Linked DNA regions of Zea mays: regions 1 and 2 are each linked to region 3. A link is a contact called in public Hi-C data. All regions are on one chromosome and are shown on one strand. Each heading gives the region's core, a stretch centred on a gene start, on an enhancer-like site or on the middle of the called end of the contact. The rest is flanking DNA. Distances are from core to core; before and after follow the strand shown.

Region 1 (4,212 bases), core at 377-2,876, 280 kb before region 3:
CCGGGTCGATGTAGCAGAAGGTGCCCGCCGTCGCCGTCAGCCGGTACTGCGTCACGTTGTCCGCCACCGACGGCGGCACCAGGCGTGCCAGCCCGACGTCGCTGATCTTGCTCACGTAGTTGCGGTCCAGCAGGATGTTGGCCGGCTTCAGGTCCCGGTGCACCAGCGGCTCCGGCTTCGTTTGGTGCAGGAACAGCAGCGCCGTCGCGATCTCCGCCGCGATCCGGAACCGCTGGGCCCACGCGAGCGGCGGCGTGCCGCCCCGACGGAACAGCCGGTCCTCGAGGCTGCCGTGGTCCATGTACTCGTACACGAGACAGCCGTACTCCGGGCATGCGCCGAGGAGGAGCACCATGTTGGGGTGGCGGATGCAGCTGAGCACCTCCACCTCCTGCAGGAACTGCTTCCTCCCCTGGTGCGCGTCGGGCCGGAGCACCTTGATGGCGACGGGGGTGTGGTCGAGGGAGGCGCGGTAGACGGGGCCGTAGCCGCCCTCGCCGATTTTGAGCTCGTCGGAGAAGCGCTCCGTGGCCATCTCGATCTCGTCGATGTGGTACTTGCGGTACCGGAAGTCGTGGTTGGAAATGGCATCCAGAGCGCGCACCTTCTCGTCGGCCTCCCGGCGCGCGCGCACCTCGGCGTTGCGGCGCCGCTGCGCCTCCAGGTCAGCCAGCCTCTGCGCCGCCTCGGCGGCCTCCATGGCCGCGCGGCACTTGGCCTTCTCCATCTCGGCCACTGCCAGAGCAGCCTCCTCGGCGTTCCTGGCCTCCTCCAGCCGACGCGCTTCCTCCAGCTTCATCATATGCATCTCCTTGGCCCGCTGCTTGGCGTTGATGGCCTCCTTGCACGCCGCGTTGTACATGTCCATGGTCTGCTTGAGCTCCAACCGGAGCCGCCGCATCTCGGCCTCGGTATCCCGCTGCGCCTGCATCCGCGCCACATGTCGTAGGTCAGCCGTCAGCAGCAAGGGACAAGGGTGGATAGCAAGAAATCAAACAAGTACGAATTGAACGTATGACTCACGCCGGTGGCCGGTGACATGGGTTCCAGAGCGGGGAGAGTGGTGGACATATCGAGGTTCTCGCCCAAGTCTATGTAGGAGAAGCGCGTGCTCGGGCCGAAGTCGAGGTCGCCGCCTAACGAGTCGTGTCTCGCCGAGCGGGAGGACGTCTCGAAGTTGTCCTTTCCTGGCAGGACGACAAAGTTCTTGGTGGTGGCCGATGACGAGAGCAAGCGCTCGCGGAACAGTGGCCGCGTGGATAGCTCCGGCGGTGTGCGCCCGTCAATGGAGCGCCAGGCGTCAGGCGTCACCCGCGGCAGGTGCCCCCTGGAGCCGCGTCGCATGTAGAGCACCGATTCCCGGAGGGAGTCGGTGTCCGAAGCGATGTCGGCGCCAGTGTGCATCGGCGGGACGCCGCACTTGGCGAGCCTGACATTGACGGACTTGCCCTTGGCCACGACGTAGATGTTGCAGTAGTCTGGAGCGCACTTCATCAGGGTCGACGGCACGTCCGCGTTCTTGAATTTCCTGCCCGAGGCGAGAGCTGAGACGGTGCAATCTGGACGAAAAAGAAATGATGGGGAAAAAAAAAGAATACTTGGTGAACGCATTTCTGTTGGCTCCGCCGAGCGCAATGCTCTGGATCTTGTTTGCAGTGATGTAACCTAGAATGGCTTTGGACACGTCTGCCTCTTCCAATACTACCTCGGATACTTCCACCTGCTAGCAGCAGCAGCGTCGATACGATTTCACCAACAATATAATCATCTTGATACGTTTTGGATGTTTTTTGCATTATTGTTGTTATTACATTTACCCCATTCCGGTTGAAGAATCCTCTGTAGGGGACAAAGATCTCCTTCATTTCAGCCTCCAGCGCACCCTGCGTGGTCTCAACCATGGCGAACCCATCTGCGCATGTCCAAGCAAACCAGAGCTCAGCTGCTGCTGCTGCACTGGCGAAATGGGTACGGGAGATGAACGACGTACGGGTCGTGTGGTAATGGACGGCCACGTGGAGCAGGACGATATGAGAGGCGCCGGAGAGGAGGTGGTCCACCACCCACTTCACGGCCAGTTGGCTGTTCCGGTCCCGGTCGATGGCCACGACGATGGTGGACGCCGGCTGGTGCAGCAGCGCCGGCGGCGATATCACCCAGTACTCATCCGGGCTCAGTGGGCCTCCTTGCATCGCGCCACCGTCCCGTGATGTTATGGTAATAAGGATGCCGCCGGCCGGTCAGTGGGTGGTGCGAGCGATGGATAGGGGCGCAGGAGAAGAAGGTAGAGAGATGGAGGGAGACGGGTTGTTCCGCCTCTCCTCCTGCCCTCCTTCCTTTCTCTCCCTTGCCTCCAACCTTAGTCTCCTACAGGTCTTCTCCTTCCCCAACATCTTGCAGCTAAATGCCATGGCGCAGGAGCAAGGACAGCCTCATACTATTCTTGCACATCCAATTATGTTTTTCCCTTTTTTGCTTTTGCAAATATTGTTCCACAAGAAAATTGGCATTGAGCAACCTAAAATAAGGGTGTAATTGATTGGACATGTAAGAAGCCTTGAAACAGCAAATGCAACCTAAAATTGGCCAATGCAGGAACCATGACCATCACCTGATCTCTCTTATTATTCTTCCATCGTGCACAACACGGTGTGCTTCTCTATCCAATCACCATAGCAACCATAAAAGATTTACAGTGTATTATAGCATTGCTGCTAACCCCTAGATCCGCCGCCAAGTAACCCCCCAGATCCTCTCTAACTTATGTACAACTACAAAACTGTACAGTTTCTAAGAGTTCTTGCAGCCTGGTGCAAATGGTTTTATAAGGTCAGGTAGGTCTTGATCATGGATGAGCCAGTTGGGTCAGAGAGGAGATGCCTGACAAGGTTCATTCGCAATTGATTTGGAGCTATCGCAAACATGTAGAATGAGAATAGTATGAGATCGACGGATGAAAGGGTCGAGCCAAGAAATCCTCGCCACATCCTGTTCAAGGAAAAATAGTGGTTATCAAAAACTTCATGGAGGTAGTAGCCTTCAGCGCACTGAATTTCTCTGAAGACCAACTGAGACAAGGTAAAAAGTGCGACTACCATCTCGGCACCCTGAAAAAGGCTTCGAAGAATGTTTGTATGCCTTCATTATTCAGTTGGATTATCAACGCTAATCCGAAAAGGAAGAAGGATCGTTGGCGTTTCCTCTCTTGAGGCCACAGTGTTCTCCATGCTGAAACATCATATTATAATAGTTTCGCTAACTTGTCTGAACCTTTACACAGTAGAACCGAACCAACCAACTTGAATAAATACCAGAAAAATGCTTACCAAGCATTGATGGACTGTAATTTTGTGAATTTCCGAGCATATATTCTGCAGGAACTCGATTTCCTAAGATGTCCGATATCACAGAAGCATATCTTGGAGCCTCAGACAAAGATCTGACCACTGAGTACCCTATGTATTTTGTGAAAAGTTGTCAATATAAGCTAGGAGGAAACTGGTGTGCAAAAAATTGATGATTCGTATGTACCTGTTGCAGGATGCACCATACTTGCTGCAGCACCGAATGCAAGGTTTTTCTGATCTGTGTTTGGTAAGGACCCTCCAACAGGAATGTAGGACCATTCCTTAAACCGAGAACATTTCAGTTTATTTTCAGAATATAATGTGTGAGAATTAAGAATTGTAGACCCTCTTACCTCCTCATAAACTTTCAGGATACGAATTCCCATCGCGTTCAACCGATACATCAGCCTCTTCTTAAGTAGATCAAAAGACATAGCATCTTTAGAAGCTAAGCATGTTTCCTGTGATAAGGTATTTAGTCACAAATTTTGAGAATTTGATGGGAAGCGCGGGTTGCTTAATCACAGAGGTAACAAAAACTCTGTACCGACCTCAAAGAAAACTCGTGTGGGTGACATGGGCATAGCATACAGGAAAGTGGGATTTTCTTGTTCAGTGTGTGAGAATTCCTCTTTGAAACAATCTCTGTAGTCCATGAAAACCATTAAGCTAGGATCATATGGGTTATTTTCCACCTGAAATTTTCAAACAGTTTTGAAATAACGAAGATCTAGCACATAAATGATATATTGAAAATTTCAACTAGAGACTTATTGAGCAAACTGGTCTGTCTAATTTGTGCAAGCAATAAAAAAAAATGAACAGATTCTTGAGTCTTGGTGTACCTCAACTTCTACTCCGTATG
Region 2 (4,226 bases), core at 1,154-3,653, 280 kb after region 3:
TAAGAATGACTTAAAACCTAGGGCCCTCGAGGCCCTAGGCCACTATTGACAACAAGACACATCTACATTGAGCTTTTGGTCACCCAGTTTCCTCTATGGGCCCTTAGATTTCTAAGGTCTCTAGCCTCAAATAATTCAAATGGCCAGGTCTCGAGGGCCCCTTGGGGCCTAGGGCTTCCCGAGAGGACAAGGGGTTCCTAAATCAACTAAGTATGGGAGTAGTTGTAAGCCAAGAGAATATAGCAGACCACTACCCCAAGGGTAGGATGACCTTTGAAGACACAATGCCATGTTCAAGATCTACTCCCAACATCTTTGATGTGCAATGTTACAGCCTGATAAGCACATTAGTGCCACGACATAAGCAATAACCGTACTCAACAACTACTATTCGATAGATGCCATTAACCCTGTAGCCATGTTTGAGCGCACTAGAGTACTAGGAAGTATTGTAAAGTACATGTTTTTCATGAGTTACCAGGTACACCATACCAATAGTGTGGACTTAAGTAGTCATGATACAACAAGCCTAACTAGCCTCTACAACAGGTATGTCTACTGTTGCAGTAGGACATCCTCGATATTGTGACACAACGGAAGGTATGGCACTATGTATGACTCCATGATCATGATAAGATTGATGTTATTTGACCACAGTTGATCGGGGTCCATGGTACGATCGATATGCAATCCTATCTCTTCCCTTGCTTTATAAAAAGAGTAGTACAGCAACATAATGGGATATTCAACATATTCCACATCATCTCATCTAACTTTTATAGTATACTAGGGGCTAGCATAAAGGTGAACTAGGGACTGTTAGGCTAGAAATTTCACTAGAACAAAATTGGGAGGGAGAGCTACAAGGCCATGGCGCTTGTTGATTATTGAGTTTGTAAATTCTTCACCTCTATGTTCATCACGGACAACCACAATGTGGAGGTGGGTGGGCAAACACGACAAGGAGGCCGATAGGCGAGTGGGCGGAATGGAAAGGAGGTGGACGATCGACTGAAGCAGGGAGGCATAGGACAACCAGGTGGCAACACGAAGGTGGCCCATTGTGGTGATGAGGATGTCGCCTACATAGAGGATGACATGCAGGGAGGTGGGTGGACAAGCGATCTGGCTAGGAGGCGGTGCTGCAAGATGGGGGATGTCGCCCACGATGGAAAGGCGCGGGGATGACAGGGTGACAGTGGCCAGACGAGCCACCGACAAGCATGCACAAAGACGCTCACAAAAAGAGAGAATGTGTGTGAGAGAAAAAAATAAAGAAAGAACTAGATGAAGTTGTGGTGTTAAGTTCGGTGCTAAGTTAGCGCGAGGTTACCGTTACGATCGATGCCACGCCAAACAGCTTGAGGTCGTGAGTCATGACGTCAAGACATGATACATCGATGATACCTCGATGTTGTGATCCATAACGTTGAATCTATGATCAAAGCAAAATTAAAATGTGTAGAGAACTAAATATAAATATTTAAAAAGCTAAAAAAAATAAGTCCTCCTTGCAACCTAACCATATCACACTTCATAATACTATCCGCGTAATAAGTCCTCCTTGCAACCTATCACGCTTCAGAATACTATCCGCGTCAGCCAGCCGACCACGAACAAATCAATCAGTCTAAGGCTATCTCTAACAGATTATTCATCCCCATATTTATATTTAAACTTTACTATGCGAACAATACAATCTACAATTCAGAATAGTGCAAAACAATATTTTTGTGATAAACTTTGGATAAACTGCTGGAGACGGTCTAATACGTCAGCAGCACATGTATACCACTGCCGCTGCGAGTCTGCCACGGCAACAATTTGCCTTGCCCCGCTTCAAATCAAATTAAGGGGGTGTTTGTTTGGGATCATAATCCACCTAGATTATATAATCCAACAATTTTTGAACTAACTCTTAGTTCAAAAGTTGTTAGATTATATAATCTAGATAGATTATAATCTCAAACAAACACGCCCTAAATCAAGTCAGCACATCAACAACACTCGTACAGCCGGCGCCTCTACATTATTTGAAAACATGTCGCATTTTTTTCTTCTAAGATAAGATACTTCCCTCGGTACTGTAGAAAATAAAACTATAGATTATATATCAGATACCGTGGTTTCCACTAAATTTAAGTGCATAATAAAGAGTATTCATATTTATGATTTTAAATTAATTTTAATCTAATGGTATTAATTTGATCTTATAAATATTAATACTTTTATATATAATAATTGGTTAATTTTAAAATATTAAAACACAACACTACGTTTAGAATTGTATTTTTTCTGAGTAGAACTCATCGGAAGAGGAAAAAGATCTAGGATTATTTGAGGAGAAAAAAAAAATCTCACGTCAACTGGCAATATTTGAACACGAGACAGTTGACAAAACTGCGCGCTTGGAATTGGATACACACGACAGCAGGATACGACTCCGCCTTTCCATTTCATTCCATCCAATCAAATCGAGTGGCGCACATATTCGCAACCACCGCGCGCAGCCTCCACCTCCATTTCTACTCTGCTTCGTCGTCCCAACAACCCAGCCGTCATCAGGGCCTCTCTTCCCCTCCTCTGCCTCGACCGCCCATAGCCTGCTGCCTGGTAGCCATGGACCGATCCAAGTCGTACGCGGGCGGGCGCATGCAGATCGAGCCGTACTACGACGGAGGCGGCGCGCGGCCGGACTTCCGGTCCTACTCCTACAGCGCCGGCGGCAGCGGGATGGGGACGTCGTCCTACGCGTACCAGTACGAGTACGGCGGGGCGGGGGCGGGGGCGGGGGAAGAGATGAAGCGGAGCAAGTCGAAGCGGCGGTGGCTGGCGCTGGCGGACCCGGACATGGAGCGCAAGCGCCGGGTGGCGGCGTACAAGGCGTACGGCGTGGAGGGCAAGATGAAGGGCTCCTTCCGCAAGAGCTTCAAGTGGATCAAGGACCGCTACCTAAACCTCGTCTACGGGTGGTCCTGATCCTCAAAGTATATATACTCCATGGTTTTGGCTCTGCATGTTTGCTTGATATATCATATCATCATCCTGGATTCATGGTGAGTACATGCATACAGTATATATATCAGAGAGAGTGTGTGTGTTTCCATTTTTCTTCTTGGTTGGCTTTGCTAGATGTTGTTGTTGGTGATCTGATAGCACCAATCAGTCATGTGTATTGATGAGATGTAACCCAAGGGGTTGTTTCAGACCAAAATGGTAAAGGCAAATCCATCGTTCAAGTGATAAACGGCAGGGCGTGCGTGGTTGCTGTTGTCGGTTTATTCGCCGCGGTGCTGCTTTAATCCGGCTATGCATATGACTTTTACGGTATTTTGTTTCTATGTATTACAGCAGTAGCAGCTGCTGTTTTAATCGATTTGTTCTTTCTCAAAGCATGCGCTTATTTTAGACGTATACATACATACATACATAAGCTATTGCTCAGATTTCTTTTCTGGTCGGTCAATTATTGCGCGCTTGATGCAATTTATTAGCTTTGAGTGAGTGGAATGAGTCGTGTGGTTGGCGTGCGCGGAAGGGAGATGGAGACTTCCGTCTTTTCGTGGATCCACTGGTTGCCTATCCTGCCTCTCCTCTGTTTTTGACTTCTTGCTAAGTATTTAACATTATTAATCTATCTGTAGCAGTGTAACACGATTAATTAATGCCATGTATGTTATGTTCAGCCTAGTACGTAGTTCTATGTATGGTTTGCACGATTCCTTTCTTTTCCTTGTGTTCCACGAACACAACTACACAAGCCGGTAAACACGTAAACGTTAGATGTGCCTAAAAAAAACTTCACATATTTATAAACATAGATACTCCTGTACTTATACCCTCTATCATCAGATAGATTTGTCTTCAATAGTTTTTTTCTTTTATATTGGAAGAGTTTTTCACACAAATCTCGTGTCTATAACATCCTAACTCTAACAGGTGGTATAGTGTATACAGAGCCAAATTGAGAGGAATAGACTAGATGGAAACAAATTTGCGCGACTCCTATCGTTACATTATTGAGAAATCTCTGCTCTGCTCTACGCGCTTGCACGGCCGACTGCGCCCGCCTTCTGCCGTCTGCATGCCAGTCTTTGCGCTGCCGCGCGCATGCAATTTTATACTAGATCAGTAGATTAGAGTCAACGCATGGATCGAAGAGAAATTAATCTTACCGAATATCTTTTTTTCTCCGATCGATTTTACCCAAGAAGTCACTGTATGAT
Region 3 (4,645 bases), core at 2,017-4,516:
CAGTCTGGTAGCGCACCAGACAGTCCGGTGTGGCCTGGAGACTGTTGACGAAGTCCACGTGTCGCCCGCTGATCGTGCGGTCGACTGTTGGATGTGCGCTCGGCTGGCACACCGGACAGTCCGGTGAATTTTAGCCTCGATGCCCATAGATTTTCCTGAGAGCGGCCAGTTCCATGAAGCGCCAGCCTGGGCACCGGACACTGTCTCGTGTACACCGGACAGTCCGGTGAGCCGCAGGCTGGTGCAAGTTTGACTGAACTTAGCCAAACTTCTCCAATTTAATTTCTCTCATTTTGAGAAGATCCCTAGCACTTAACAGAATATAGTTAGTACCAAAAATAATTTACTAAGTGCTAGAATCATACCTTTGTTTCTCCAATTTGCTTCTCTTTAACTCTGAGCCCATATTAGTCTAAACAAAATGTGTTGAGCATTTAATCACCAAAACAATATAGAATTGGCCCAAGGGCACATTACCCTTTCAATGTGAAGACAATCGTCGAGGTCTCACGGACTGCAACATATCAGTGCCATCTGATTCTGATTGACTGCTCATGCTTAGACTACTAATGATTTCACATCCATCGATGGAAATGGATGATCTAGGGTTTTGCAAGATGCACCAGAGAGGAATCACTCGCCCTACGTGTACATACGAAGCAACGAGGGCGATCCTGACCTCTACGGGGAATGGGATTTTTCAGGTCTGGTTGAATGCCATCCTATGATAGTATGATGCTCGTGTTTCTTTCTGTATGGCGCTTCGATCTATATTGATGCTTTTGTTCATGGTCTGTAGGAGCGGATGAAGGTGCATTTGAAGGTCTACCTTGAGATGACTCAGGAATTCATACAGGAACTCTAGCAATTTTAACGTCTGCACTGGTTTGTAACTACACATGATCCTTACAAAATTACCATGGAATAATATGTCTTAATACTATAGCTTCTTGTGCTCATAGAGTTGACGAGTGCTTGCTACTATGCACTTGTCTTTGTTTTTTGGAACATACAGATGTTACTTGAGCCATCTAGATATGAACAAATGGAGTCTTCTCTTCTTGCCTATTTTCGTTGTGCTGTGCTGTGCTGTCCTGTCCTATAATAAGGTTTTTGCTTCCTAGCTGCCTATCAGGCTATCACTAGCAGTGATGTAAACTGCTCTATTGGTTTTCAACGATTGGTATCTTAATTATTTATTGTAGCTATGCGAGAGAGTTATTTTGAACTTGATTGCTGCTACATATGCCATATTTGTTTATGTAGTTCTAAAGTTTTGGTTCCTGTGAGGTTGCAATTGAGCTTCTTAGCATTTTTTTTGTTGCTTTCCTTGCATTCTTTCAAGTAGTCCAGTGTTTCATCTCATTTTGTTTTTAGTTTCTCATCGATCGACATTTTTCGTGTCAAGAAAGGAAACATCAAACATGTCATCTATGTATTGATAAATATTTGCCTATCTGTTTGGGAGAATGTATTGAAATGCTTTCTTTTGGGTTAATCCTTTTAGTTTGGAAAATGAACATGGAGCACGATCTATGTAATTTGCGAAAATCTGGAGGATCGACGTCTTTTTTTTGGAATGATTGTCATTTAAACGAGGTCTATCTAGATGATATGTTGAAACCATATCAATATATGAACAAAATAATGTTTATTCGACATCAGTTCATTATATTTGAGTCGGTGTATTTATAATAATATTATAATATTGGTGTTATGGTGATAATTTCACACGCTGTTTTTTCCTATCATAGCGATGTTTGTTGTTCCGTATATATATTTTATACTATTTTTTTTTTTACTTTCGTAGAAACACACGTGCACGTATCTAGTTATAATTGAAGTGTACCGAGGCACTAAGGACCCTATCGAGGCACCATAAGTGCGAAAAAATACCTCGGACCTTTAGAGCGCCCTAGGACCCAAAGGGCCCGAGTCTTATAGGGGTCTATCGAATTATATGGAGGCTCAAACCCAACAGCTAGGCCCTATAATAGTTTCCTGTGTATCGGGATCCTTGAATGTGTCTTAGCATCAAACTGAGGTACACGACCTTCTCCGAGCACGGATAGTTGTACACACACATACACATTGAATTATTGTGTGTAGTTACGATGATGTGCACAAGAGAAGAGAGGTATTAGGGGAGTATTTGTGAACCTGAAAACAAAGACGATGGTCGGATGCATACTCAACGCCCCCCCTAGGTTATTGGCGCTGCGGCGAGTTGGTAGTTAGTACGACGATCCGAGTTATCATCAGGAAGGACATTAAAAACAGTCGTTGGCTTACACCCCCGGTTGACTGGACTCTCTTCCAGCAATGCTTGCCCAGGGACTTCGTGCTGTTCCTGCTAATTACATGAGCGACGTGTAGCGTTTTCAGGAGGAATCCTGTTCCTGCGCTTGGTACTACTATACCCCGCAAGCTTTCTTCTTGTTTTGTATTGTTTTATTTAGCAAGTAGTACCAGGCCTTCCTACTGAAGCTAGCGTTTGAACGAGTAGTAGTAGGGATGACCACCACATGCCCAGATACTGGGCCGGAGATCAGGAGAGGGGCACGGCGGGGCGGAGTGCGTGTATTGCAGTAGATCAGTCGAGTGAAGTAGCGTGCACTCCTGTTGGTCTGTCCATTCTCGTTCATATCTGGTCGTCGCGTGGATGATGAGCCAAGCGGAGCACCCGGGGCTGCCTGGCTCTGGCTGGAACAAACAAAAAAAAGGCAGGGCGCCAGGGCCTGATTGATTGACGCTGCCGGTTGAAAGAACCCAAACTAAAAACGCCTGGCTGGGCTGGGGGTGGACGGACGCTTCGTGCTGCAGACGGGACGGGATACGGTTTTGGGATCTGCAGCTGGTCAACATTCGATCAATCAGGCCAAGCCTAGGCAGCAAGCTCCAAAACGCTCATTTCATGGCCTGGAATGGATGCTGAAGCTGAACAATGTGCATGCGGCGGAAGGCAGCCGAATTCGGTTACCTTTGCCGTTCATTTCATGGCCTGGATGCTGGCCGGTTCTCGGGAGCTCCTCCCGATCCGCACCGAAACGCTCGCCGATCGGAGGACCTTCGTTACGGGCAACATGCCATGCCAACATGTGGTCGGAGGAGTGGCAAGTGCAAGGCGCTCACACGGCACTGCCTGCTCCCAGCTCCCGCACAAGTCTGACGAATGGTTCGTTGCGGCATCTACCTGTCAGCTTGTCAAAAATTCAGCATCCCACATTGCTTTTGCTTGCGGAAAGCCTATCGTACGCGGCATTTCGTTTGGAACCTAGACGAGCAATCAGAGAACAGAGAAGAGCATCCGCAAAGCGAAACCTGCCTGTCTGTCCTTACGTACGCGTGTATATATATATCACCGTGTCAGTGAGGTCAGGGAGACAGAACAAAGAAGCTAGCTACAACAGGGCAGCCAGCCAACGACAGACAGAGAGCTGCGGAGGAGCAGGAGCTGCGATGGACGCCCAGGTGACGAATCCTTCTGCCGCCACGGACCATGCAGCGCCGACCACCAGCGTTAGCGCGCCCGCGCACTACGCCTACGCCAACGACAATGCGTGCCCCGGCGGGCCGAAGGTCTGGGTCCTCGTGCTCCTCTTCGCGCTGCTCCTGCTGCCCTTCCTGCCCTCCGCGATGCGGCGCGGCGGCGGCATGCACTGGGCAGGAGGAGAAGGAGGGTACCGCCGCGGCGGGATCACCTTCAAGAGCGGCTGGGACGTCGTCAACCTCTGCCTCGTGCTCTTCGCCATCCTCTGCGGTCTCCTTGGCCGCAGAGGCGGCGGCGGCAGCGGCGACGGGGAGTCCTCTTCCGCCGCGACTTCCACGCCGGCCAAGGACGGTCATCGAGAGGTGGCCTCGGCGCCCGCCACGGCGGCGGCGACTACGACCTCGGCGGATTTGGAGGAGGAGGAGGAGGAGGGCTACGACTCCATGTCCGCCATCTACGCCACCCTGCCCCGCACCAACCACCACGCCCACGCCTCGGGGGGGATCCGCCGGATGAAGAGCAGCAGCTCGCTGCGCCTCGGCAGCGACGGCGTCTGGGCCCCCGAGGCCACCTGCCGCTTCTACGACGACGCCGAGCTGTACCGGGCCCGTCGCCCGGAGCGGACCTGGGACGTCGACCTTCACGGGAGGACGGCGACGACGGAGGTCAAGACCATCCCCGTCGACACCTTCGTCGAGCGCGGCCGGGCCTCGCAGCCTCGGGAGCCGCGGAGGCGGAGGAGGAGCGTCCAGAGGCTCGACGAGGTGGACGAGGAGAGGCCGCCGCGGGGGGAGGCGCTGGCGCCGGCGAGGCTCAGGAGGTGGAACTCAGAGGTGGTTGATGTGATGCCGGAACACGGGGCGCCGCCGGCGACGAGCAGGATGTGGGACTCGAAGGTGGTGGACGTCATGCCGGAGCAGGATGCAGCGAGGCTCAGGAGGTGGAATTCAGAATCGTTGGATATGGTATTGGAGCAGGAGGCGCAGGTGGCTCCGGCGAGGAACAGGAGGTGGACCTCGGAGGCGGTGGACGTGATAACGGAGCGGCAGGCAGCGGTGGCGCCTGCAAGGATCATCAGGTGGAACTCAGTGGATGTAATACCGGAGCAGGAAGCGCCGGTGGCTCCGTCGAGGAGCAGGAGGTGGAGCTCGGTGG

What was found. A called contact is a pair of places that touch in the nucleus more often than the background predicts.
Region 1: a Hi-C map of root tip shows a contact between it and region 3, with 3 times the contacts expected there. The contact joins the promoter of LOC100216601 here to the promoter of LOC111589982 in region 3. A contact is called at or near these places in 3 of 25 Hi-C or Micro-C datasets (ear, root tip and tassel).
Region 2: a contact with region 3 is called in a Hi-C map of leaf, with 5 times the contacts expected there. The contact joins the promoter of LOC100275329 here to the promoter of LOC111589982 in region 3. A contact is called at or near these places in 2 of 25 Hi-C or Micro-C datasets (bundle sheath and leaf).

Annotation. Positions count from the first base shown.
Region 1 is chr8:142,589,860-142,594,071 of Zm-B73-REFERENCE-NAM-5.0, reverse strand. It overlaps LOC100216601, which reads right to left and starts at 1,626. Exons shown (of 2, transcript NM_001143014.1): 1 at 1,024-1,626; 2 at 1-925. The coding sequence starts at 1,611. It overlaps LOC100280448, which reads right to left. Exons shown (of 10, transcript NM_001153368.1): 4 at 4,193-4,212; 5 at 3,899-4,042; 6 at 3,701-3,808; 7 at 3,532-3,628; 8 at 3,327-3,455; 9 at 3,096-3,228; 10 at 2,818-2,988. The coding sequence ends at 2,823.
Region 2 is chr8:142,036,924-142,041,149 of Zm-B73-REFERENCE-NAM-5.0, reverse strand. LOC100275329 reads left to right here and starts at 2,403. Exons shown (of 1, transcript NM_001149429.2): 1 at 2,403-3,222. The coding sequence starts at 2,620. The coding sequence ends at 2,979.
Region 3 is chr8:142,313,606-142,318,250 of Zm-B73-REFERENCE-NAM-5.0, reverse strand. LOC111589982 (serine/arginine repetitive matrix protein 1) reads left to right here and starts at 3,266. Exons shown (of 1, transcript XM_023300920.2): 1 at 3,266-4,645. The coding sequence starts at 3,460.